Regions from separate parts of the Mus musculus genome. Here all the other regions are linked to region 2. A link is a contact called in public HiChIP or PLAC-seq data. All regions are on one chromosome and are shown on one strand. Each heading gives the region's core, a stretch centred on a gene start, on an enhancer-like site or on the middle of the called end of the contact. The rest is flanking DNA. Distances are from core to core; before and after follow the strand shown. Region 1 has its middle 27 kb from the start of Mir6900. Region 2 has its middle 35 kb from the start of Hdac4. Region 3 overlaps Hdac4 (histone deacetylase 4).

What was found. HiChIP or PLAC-seq counts read pairs in DNA pulled down with a chosen protein or histone mark.
Region 1: a contact with region 2 is called in an H3K27ac HiChIP or PLAC-seq map of SST interneurons, with 3 times the contacts expected there. The contact joins two enhancer-like sites. A contact is called at or near these places in 2 of 484 Hi-C or Micro-C datasets (bone marrow-derived macrophages and ventricular fibroblasts) and 10 of 115 datasets of contacts at active chromatin or transcription factors (SST interneurons, astrocytes, double positive thymocytes and 5 more).
Region 3: an H3K27ac HiChIP or PLAC-seq map of heart atrium shows a contact between it and region 2, with 3 times the contacts expected there. The contact joins two enhancer-like sites. A contact is called at or near these places in 1 of 115 datasets of contacts at active chromatin or transcription factors (heart atrium) and 3 of 9 other capture datasets (adipose tissue, embryonic stem cells and liver).

The regions. Positions count from the first base shown.
Region 1 is chr1:92,436,377-92,439,621 of GRCm38.p6, forward strand. It overlaps a transcript of Ndufa10 not described here. Among named protein-coding and RNA genes, the nearest start is that of Mir6900, 27 kb to the right of the region's middle. Within about 2 kb of position 1,430, at least 105 of the 459 cell types and tissues checked have an H3K27ac peak or open chromatin away from gene starts, as enhancers often do. A contact at or near this core is called in SST interneurons, astrocytes, heart atrium and 1 more, where this site is marked.
Region 2 is chr1:92,213,773-92,217,016 of GRCm38.p6, forward strand. No RefSeq gene overlaps it. Among named protein-coding and RNA genes, the nearest start is that of Hdac4, 35 kb to the left of the region's middle. Within about 2 kb of position 1,734, at least 138 of the 459 cell types and tissues checked have an H3K27ac peak or open chromatin away from gene starts, as enhancers often do. A contact at or near this core is called in SST interneurons, astrocytes, heart atrium and 1 more, where this site is marked.
Region 3 is chr1:92,014,327-92,017,544 of GRCm38.p6, forward strand. The region is part of intron 4 of Hdac4 (histone deacetylase 4); the gene reads right to left. Among named protein-coding and RNA genes, the nearest start is that of Gm46242, 140 kb to the left of the region's middle. Within about 2 kb of position 1,780, at least 20 of the 459 cell types and tissues checked have an H3K27ac peak or open chromatin away from gene starts, as enhancers often do. A contact at or near this core is called in heart atrium, where this site is marked.

The DNA.
Region 1 (3,245 bases), core at 180-2,679, 220 kb after region 2:
TTCATCAGTAACAGGGTCTGGGGACAGCCACTCTCTCCAGCCCAGTCACTGAGAAAGTTGGAACTGAACCAGCCAGTGGATTAACAGGTTGATAACACAATGACCCTTGTCAAAAGTAACTGTTTTGATGGAGGACTTGTAGGATGAAGTGATTAAGAGCAGGTGCACACATCTGGCCATACCTGCAGGCCCCTACCAGCCGTGACCCATTTCCTGTATAAATACACCTGCATCCATTTCCAGGCTAGAGGGTCCTTCAAGCCAGCGCAGTTTATTACATTGGCCAGCTCTTACCCACCATGAGGCTTTCTCTAGCTCTGCCTCACCCCTCACCTCTCCACTGCTCCGTTGTTCTCCGAACAACCAGAGCCTCTAAAGGTCAGACTGAAGGATGGAGCCAAGCAGATCTGTGGGGCTGCATGCAGGGAATGCCAACCAGGTGGACACCCTGTGCCTCCTGCAGGCAAAGCATGGCCCACAGATAGCTTCAATTCGAAGCTGATCTTGCACTTCCCTGCTTCAGGCTGTGGAGAGGACTGAAGGGTGCAGGGAGTGCTAGGGATGTCTGAGATGGAGGATCCCCACATTTGGATCTTACCATCTGCTGGGCAGTGCCCCCTGGGGCTGTGAGGAAGGAAGCCAGTGTGTGTGTGTGTGTGTGTGTGTGTGTGTGTATGTGTCTTTGTCTCAGTCTGGCTCCCAGGTTGGCTACAAGGAGGCACATTTCATTTCTTGCCATTGATCTGCTGGCTGAGCCTCATTCACAGCCCACTGGGCTATGCTCCCACCCCTGGAATACCCTGGCTCTGGGCAAGTCCATTCGCTTTGCCCTGAGGCTACTGAGTTTGGCAGGAAGACAGGGGCCCTCTGCTTTCAATCCGCACAGCATGAAAAAGATCCTGCTGCTGCTGGCACCACCTCGTTCTAGGAAAATGCAGGTGTAAAGGATTTGTTTGACATTCTGTCAGGATACTAAAAAATGTAGTAAAAGCCAAGCACTTTTGGGTGCTTTGTTATACTGCTTTGAAGACCCCTTGCGGTAAGCCTATACTGCAAATCTCTGGTCCTAGGGTGTCTGGTGAGAATTCCAGAGAGAGCAGGACACACCAAAACTCAGAGCTTGGGTCTCCGGACAAGTCCAGGGCCTTGCAGCTTAAAAGGGCAATTTCCCTCAAATTCCAGTCATCTTCTAATCCTGGGTTTGCTTCCTTTCACATGAGTTTCCCGCTAAAGAAACCCAACAGGAAGAAAGGACCTGAGGGCTGAGGTCCTGGCAGAAGCACTGCCCTCAGGGCTGGCTTTATATTAGATGAAGAGGCCAGGGTGCCTCAGGCTCTTTCCTCCATTCACCCAGCTCTGAGCTGTCTCCTTTCAACGCCCTTGTAGCCTGGTGCTACAGCGCTAACCTTGCTCATCAGCCCCAGGGCAGGCCTGCCTGGCTCCTTGGCGCCAGCACATACTGCTCACAGCCAATCCAGAAGTCCGTTTTGGTAAACAGAACACAGGATGTTTCCAAGCAATTAGGAGCCAGCAGGCTTTAGAAGAGGGGCCCGTGTCAAGCAAGAGAACATTGTTCATTCCTGTTGCACTGGCCAGGCACCCACTTACAAAGTGTAGCCTGACTGCCGGTCCTTGAACCCTCTGGTATTCTTCATCCTGAAGTGGCCACCTAGTCACATGCTGCCCTTACTGAATTGCTTTGCCTGGTGAACGGCTATTTGCTGTAGCACCACTGCTGTGTGGAGGGTTGCAATTGGCAGCAGTCAGATACCTGGGGAGCATGCCAGCTGCCACCAGGCTGCAGGCTGAGCCTAGCGCTACTGAAGATGGAGGAAACCACGAGAGCCTTAAGTCCATGAGGACTTCCTCTGTCAACAGAAAACACAGAACCAGTGTTAAAACAGCGCCCTGTTCCTGATCCTCAAAGTGCAGAGGCGGCTGCCAATGTGGGCTATTCAAAGTGTGTGGTTATCTTTCAGCTCTGATCCAAGCTCTAAAGGGCAGTAGAGACTCTGGTGAGACTGATGAGGGACTGCATCAATGCCATACCAGAGTATTTACCAGTCCTCAGGGCTTAGTCCTGGAGACTGGAGAATACTCACCCTCTTTTGCCCGAGTGAACACAGGAAATGGGCAGATGGACTTCTGTAGCAACACTAATCACAAGTGTCACACTACACCCAGGGAGTAGAGTCATCAGGGGAAGAAACAAGCACTTGGAAGGACTCTTAGGGTCCGAGTGTCCTGACTCTGTCCTGACGTGCTAGCCACCATGGCTGAGGTCTCTGGACTGTGGCCCAGGACCTACTTCTCACAACGCTGCATGCCTGTTCTGTGGGCCTTCAGGGGCAGCAGTGCCACCCAGCCAGGGATAGCACGCAGAGCCAAGATAAAGATGCTTTCTTTCTCTTTGACCCTTCTCAGGGGGCTCACAAGCTACTCAAACCACAGAATCCCAGGGCTGGCCCATTTCAGAAGGGGAGGGGGAGGGGCCGCAGGCAGGTAGGTGGCCCCAGCAGTAAGGCCAGCTTTTCTGGAAGATCAAAGTGTTCTCTTCTGTACTGCCTAATATTGACCTGCTCTCCAACAGTGTTCTGTGTGTGCCTGAATGGAGCCCAGTGCTACCAGGGAACTGAGTGCTAAATTTCATTAAGTTTTAATTAAGTTAAATGCAAGTTACATGTGCTTGGAGCAGCCACAGCAGGGGTCTCAGTACAAACTCACAGCTTAGGACAGCAATTCAGATTGACACCCGCTCCTAAGGACTCTCCCCCCAGGTTCCCATGCAGGAGAACAATAAGATGCCACTGCTCTTTCACCTGGGACTGGCACCCTCATTTTGGATAGCATCATCTGTACTACCCCACACCCTATGCTCAGCTTGCTCTTCAGAGATAAGAGAAAGCGAGCCTGCTCTAAGACTCGGTTCTGCTAGTCTGTGGCCATTCTTCACCCTTTTGCTCTAATGTGCTTCAGAAAAGAACAAATGCTTCAGAAAAGACGCTTCAACAGTGTGTGAGAGACCCAAAGTGCAGGGGTGGGTGGGTGGGGGGCGCAGGGCTGAGCATCCTTAGGCACCAGGCACAAGTGTGCCACGCAGACACAGGAGGAGGGGCTACAGAGCCGGCTTTATTTCTTCAAGTTGGAAGGGTTCAAGGGAACAGCACTGGGGCACGGGGCTTCCAGTGGGAGCTGGGCTTTCAGCAGACCAGCTCTGCTTTGTTTCTCCTCCAGATGATTCCAAA
Region 2 (3,244 bases), core at 484-2,983:
ACATCCCCTCCTCTCACTTGCCCAGAGGGAGTACAACCCTCTATAATGGCCGGATAAACAGAAAGTCTGAACGAAAACTAGCCAGTGAGTCTTCCCAAAGCTTTCACAGGACAGCTGCTTCCTGATCATGACTTTGGATCTTGGGATTTTTCCCTTTTTTTGGCTAATGGTTGAGCATCTTTAGAACTCAGGGTTCCCATTGCAGCTAGGCCAGTGTCTCATTCAGCGTTCTATTGCTGTGGGGAGACAGCATGACTTCAGTGACCCTTATAATGGAAAACATGTAGTTGGGGCTGGCTTCCAGTTTCAGAGGTTTGGTCAGTTGTCATCATAGTGGGGAGCATGGCAGCACGCAGGCAGACATTGTTCTGGAGAATTAGCTGGGATTTCTACATCCTTGTCCATTCAGATCCATAGGCAGCAGGAAGAGAGAGATTCTGGGCTTGCAATGGGGTTTTAAAGCCCCCCACCCCACCCCCTGTGACACACTTCCTGCACCAAGGCCACGCCTCCAAGTCCTTTCAAATCATGCTACTCCATTTGAATGCTGGTGACCAAGCATTCAAGTCTATGACCCTATGGGGAACACTCTTATTCAAACCACAACAGCCAGGTTGCCTGCAGGACCTACCTCAGTTCCTGGCACACAGTGGCTACCTAAGGAATGTCTCTTCCCTTCTATGGGTGAGGTGATCCGGCAGTTGGACTGCCTAAGAGTCCTGTGGTGGCTGGTGGCTATGGTTGAGCTGGAGACAGGTCCAGCTACCTGCCTGAGATCCAACATGGCTTCAGGGTTAATGTTGTGGAGAGGACACCAGGCAGTGGGCATGCTGGGAAGAAGTGAGGCTCCAAAGTTCCAGGGATCCGGGAATTGTGATCTGGGTCTTATAGGTCTGGTAAATGTTTAGCATATGGCTGGAGTGTAGAACCTGGCCTTTCTTTGATGTAAACATTTACACTGTAGCTGATACCTGGAAGAAATGGGAGCATGAAGTCCAGCTTTGGGGAGCCGAGGTGACTCTAGGATATCACTGGAGAAACAGCTGACCCCAAGTACAGGTTCTGGGGTCAATTCCACTGAGACCTTATGACTGTTACTTAATGTCTGTCACCCACACGTCCTGAGGAAGATCAAGCCCTTGAACTTTAGAGCTGGAAGGCTTGGTCCCCTTCTGGTTACTGCATTTCTGGGCTTTCTGTTCAGACATTGGAAGTTGTAAAAGTAGCACACAGAGAGCAGCTGTCCATCTCAAATTAGGTGGAAGGACCACCTGGTCAGCAAGGGAGCAGAGCCAAGCCCCAGGTGGTGACCTAGGTAGACAGGATGCAAAGGATGAGGAGAAAGGCAAGGCCTTCTGGCAAGGCTGAAACCTCTGCCCAATTCTGCTCAGGCTGGGTCAGAGGGCACCGCTTTGGCCTTCTGGTCTACCAACAGGAGTCAAGGCTGACAGCGTCTGACTGTGAACACAGAGGAAATCCTGAAAAGCCAGAGAAATTCATGGTGTTCTTGTAAGAAGCAGCCTGAGACCCCTCCCACTGCCACGGCCTCCCTTGTGCTGTAATAGCAAGGAGACACACTTCGGACCCCGATTTCTGGGCCTGGAACCTCATGTTTTCCTCTCTGGAGAACCCCTCATTTCCCGGAAAAGTACTAGTGCTTTGTGACAGGCCGGCCTCTGGCCTTGTGAAATTCAGTCCTAATCCCTTGGTTAATAAAGTGACTCATGTCTGGGCTTGCCAGCTCTTTGTTCCAGGAGATAATAATAACTTGTGCTGAGTGACCCCTTGCGCACAAGGAGTCATGTCTGATTAGCCAGTGCTTTGTCTTTCATGACTGCACACACTTTCCTAGCCCTCTGAGCAGGGAGAGTCCAGGGGCTACCATGGCCCGACCTTGTAGGTACCTGTATGGGCTCTGTACATTTTCCAGGGTGCCTAACAGGTTGTGAACCACTCTCACTTCCCAGAGAAGTACCTACACTTGGCCTATTGTCCTGTGGCAAACATCTTCTGCCCTTGCGAGCTGGGCTGCTTTTGGGATCTCACCCAGCTGAGAACATGCAGCAGAGAGGAGCAATTAGTTTGTATTCCCACAAACATTTTTCACGGATTCAAGTCTCTCTCAGAGAGAATGAACCAGAGGGTAAACGGAACCATAGATTAAAGGGCTGATGTCGGGCAATTCTTTGAACTATTTTCTTGGGTTTGAGCCATCATTATTTGTAACATTCTATGAAAAGCCAGAAAATAATTGTTTTCTCCCCTGACTGATTTTGTTCTTTTCCTCTTAGCAAATATTGATTCTCTCCCCCTCCCCCCACCCCCTTCAGACTTGGTGCTGAATGAAGCTGAAATTAACAGGGCTGCTTTTGTTTAATACAATGAACAAAAACTTGTGTTGGAGGGGTCTTGTCCTGCCAAAACATCTGCGCATGGCCCAGATGGCAACTGGGCTCTGGAAATAGGGCCTGTGCGCCTAACTCCTGCCGAGTCAGCGCAGGGGAATGAGCGCGCTGCATTTTAATAGGTCCTACAAAAATAGTAACTTTCGAAAACTTCTTGGCAACAGAAGTCTTTTTTTTTTCTTTTCTTTTTTTCATTTTTTTTTAAAGAATGTGCAGAGATGTGGGACTTCCCTATTAGAGACTAAATAGAGGAAAGTGTGGTTTCAAGCTGGAGATCTGCTCCCAAGAGCTACAAGGACACGTCTGTAGCACAGACTGACTGGTGCAAGTCACAGGATAGTGGGAGATGATGGAGTTCCCCCAGTGCTGGTGACATCGCTGTCCCAGGCGCCAGGATTGTTTTCCTCTCTCTGAAAAGTTGTGAAAAAAAAAAGGATGTTCACCGGGAAGCTTTGTTTTTGTTGTTTTTGTTTTGAGGCATAGACCCAGGCTGACCTCAAAGCCATTGCATAGCCGGGGGTGATCTTGAACTCCTGGCCTTCCTGCCTATATTCCCAAGCACTGAGATCACAGGCATGCACCACCACGCACAGTTTCTGGTGCTTCGGATTAGATGTAGGGCCTCATGTATGCTGGGCTTTCCCTACACACTTAACTGTTACCCAATGCCTGGAGTTTCGCAGGGTTATGAATGGCCCAAGACTGAGGGTGCAGAAAGAGAAGTGAGAGGAAACCATGCACACGTCGTGCGAAGACGTCCGAAGAAGTCCAGGGTCACGGCTGTTTTAGGTCCTGGCACTGGTTTCAGATGCTAGCTCTGAACGTGTTGCAAGCTTTCA
Region 3 (3,218 bases), core at 530-3,029, 200 kb before region 2:
TTCTTCTTTTTTTTGAGACAGGGTGTATAGGCCTGGCTGGCCTAAAACGCAGAGATCCCTCTTCCTGCTGAGTGCAGGGTTAAAGGTGTGTACCAACATGCCTAGATTTGTGAGGGATTTCTTAATCAGATTATTTGAAGTAGAAAGAGCCACCCTAAATCTGGGCCACACCTTAGGGTGGCAGCACATATAAAGGAGATAGAAGAAGGAAAAGTTTGCTTTTGTTTGCTTGCCTTCACTCTCAATGGCAAATTCATCTGCCTTGTTACTGATACATTCATTCCTTGGCTGGTATTTATAGCTTACTTCTTTGGGATTCCAACACAGATTGAAGATCAGGACTTCTGTGCCAGACTGGGCTTACTGAGACATCTATCCTCAGAGATTGAGCAATTACTGTATTCTTAGCCTCTCCCTCATGAGACTACCAGACCAAAGCCTGTAAGCCAGTCTACTAAACCTCCTTTAGTGTGTGTGTGTGTGTGTGTGTGTGTGTAAAATATTTATCTCCACCATATCAGCTCTGTTCCTTTAGAGATCCCTGACTAAGAAAGAACAGTTTAAAAGAGGAAACTAAAGCAAAGAGGCAGCCTAATAAAGTTTTTACCTTAGGTGGACTGGCTCCTAAGCAGTTTCGATGATGCCCACATGGGAAAACAGCTAATCCTTCAGCATATGCTTGAATATATGAACTAGCTGTGAGGTCCAAGCATGTGCGCATATGAATGTACACAAATGTGGTTTCAGTAAACACGTGTGAAGATGGTTCCACTTCACACATGGAGTGTGTGCACTTCATATGCTGCCTCATGTCATCTCCAGCAAGACTTTATGGAAGACAAATAGATGTACCCAGAGATATGTCCAATCTCTCTGATGCTGGATGAGCACTCAAAAGAGGAGCTTAAGCCAACCTTCATGAACTACATATAGTGCTGCCAGGAGGTTAGTGCAGCCACAGCTAATCCTGACACACACATTGCAAGGTTCATGCTTCTAGAAGTGCCCAAGCTGCACACAGAAGGCCTTCTTGTACTCCCCTCTAACCACAGGCCTTACAGCTCCCTGGTTGGATTTCTTCCCAAGACTGTCTATCACCAGCTTCCACAGTCAACTACAGCACTGGGTAGACTGAGGGGGTGGGACTGTAAACTGCTCTGAGTTTGTTCCAATCAGAATCACAATATGCCACTTACTCAGCATGGGAAATTCAAGTCACATCATATCAAGAATGTGATGGAAAAGTGACAGCAATTGTATAATTGTTTCCACCCCAACAGTCAAACCTGTGTGGCCCAGGCATTGAGCCACTCAGATTACTTTCAATAAAACATAAGCATGAGCAAAATAAACAGGGCCACCAACTTATTCATACCATGGGCATAATAAAAGAGGTGCTGGTCCCTGTCCTGTGGGGCTATCCTGGAAGACCCAGGCAAATTCTCAGGCTACCATACCTACACAGACACCCTGGGGCTGACCTAACCTAGCCCCAGCCCCTAGGACAGAGGTTATAGCTCTGTTCTCACCTATGCTATACCTCCACAACCTGCCGAGTGAGCCTTCCTAGTCTAGCTTCCCTAATGCTATAGAAGTAAGCCAGAAGAGGTTAGAGCCTCAAGACTTCTCAGAGCTGTCCAGTCACAACTGTGGTTGTGTGCAACAAAGATTTACTGGGCAGACTGAGCAGGTGGCACTGTCTGTTTATGTAAACTTTATGTCCCTGTTTATGTAAACTTTCCAGAGCTCTCCTGAGAAAATCAGTTACTAAGAAGATTCATGGGGCAAAGGTCATTTGCAGCCGGGTGTATGGCAGATTAACTGGAGAGGGTACAGGAATTCCCCATAACAGCTTAGAGAAAGAGACTGAGAGAACACTGAAAGACTGCCCAGGCCTGCCCAGACCCTACAATGGCTACCTTCCCCACAGAAAGGCCACTTGCAGAAAGCTTAACACTGTGTCTAGCAACAGTGGGTGCAGGGGGCGGTCAGAGAAGGCCAGCAGAGACTCCTGGCTCTCTGGTTTATATTTCAAACAGCCACTAAAATGGCCTCTAAAGTGGATCTCTGCCCTGAGCTGGCAGCATGCTTCAGCAGAGTATGAGGTGACACAGCAGGAAGGGAAGATGGGCAGGCCAGCTGCCTGGCTTGGTCTATCCTCACAGAAGCACCACACACTTTGCTTGCTGCCTTCCCCATGCTTCCACGGGGCAGCAGTATTGCCCCACAATGAAGACGAAATGACAAGGAGTGTGAAAACACTCTGAAAGTTTGATATGAGGTTGGCATGTGTACTTCCACAGTTTTATCTTGAGTCTGTTTCTGAAAGACATCCCCTAAAGAGGACAGTGTCTCACGGAGGACAGCTGAAAGTCAGAGGAAGTTATCAGCAAGTTACAACCTAGCTGGATGGATGGGACAAGGGACCAAACCCAAGTCTCAAAATTGCATCCTCACTTGGCCACCCTTGTTGATAGCAGTCAATATATAGATAAATCTAACATAAGTCAGGATCTAAGCTCCTCTCAGCCAATGGCACTGAGCCACTGAACCCAGCTCCAGTTCTTATAATAACTTCAGAACAGTAACATTTTTCTATCCTTTATGGGAAAATCAGGTTATAACACTTTGTACTAAGCTTCATTCCAAGAGACTACTCCCAGCCATTCTAGGAAAGCCCCATTGTATAGTCCACATATTCATGGACTCTAGGGCTGCTAGAATAACATCTGTGAATAAGTAGGGTCAGTCAGAGAGTTCTTAAAGGTATGGTGGTGGTGTCCACAGGTAATGCACCCTCAATGGGTCACTAGGCAACTGGCATCAGGTTAACTTTTTACCTGCTTTAATCACCTTTGGAAAGCAAACATGGTGACATTTTTAAAAATAATAGTGCAATCATTTTATAATCATCCATTCCAAGAAACAGCCCTAAACAACTAGCTCTGCTCAGAGACACCCAACTCAGGAGCATGGAGTAGGTCATTGATGAAGAGTCTCTCTGTATTTTCCCTTAGTAACTAGAAGTAAAGCGAGTATCCTGTTATAGTCAAAAAGACATGCAAACCTGAAATTTAAAGAGATACAGATTGCAAATAATGGCCAGATTCCCAAAGACACCCCAGAACAATGCTGCTGGTCCTGTGTGTGTCACGACATCTTGAGGTCATGTTGCTAGGGCAGAAAGAACTAACCAGATCTGTGTTCCTCAGCCCATT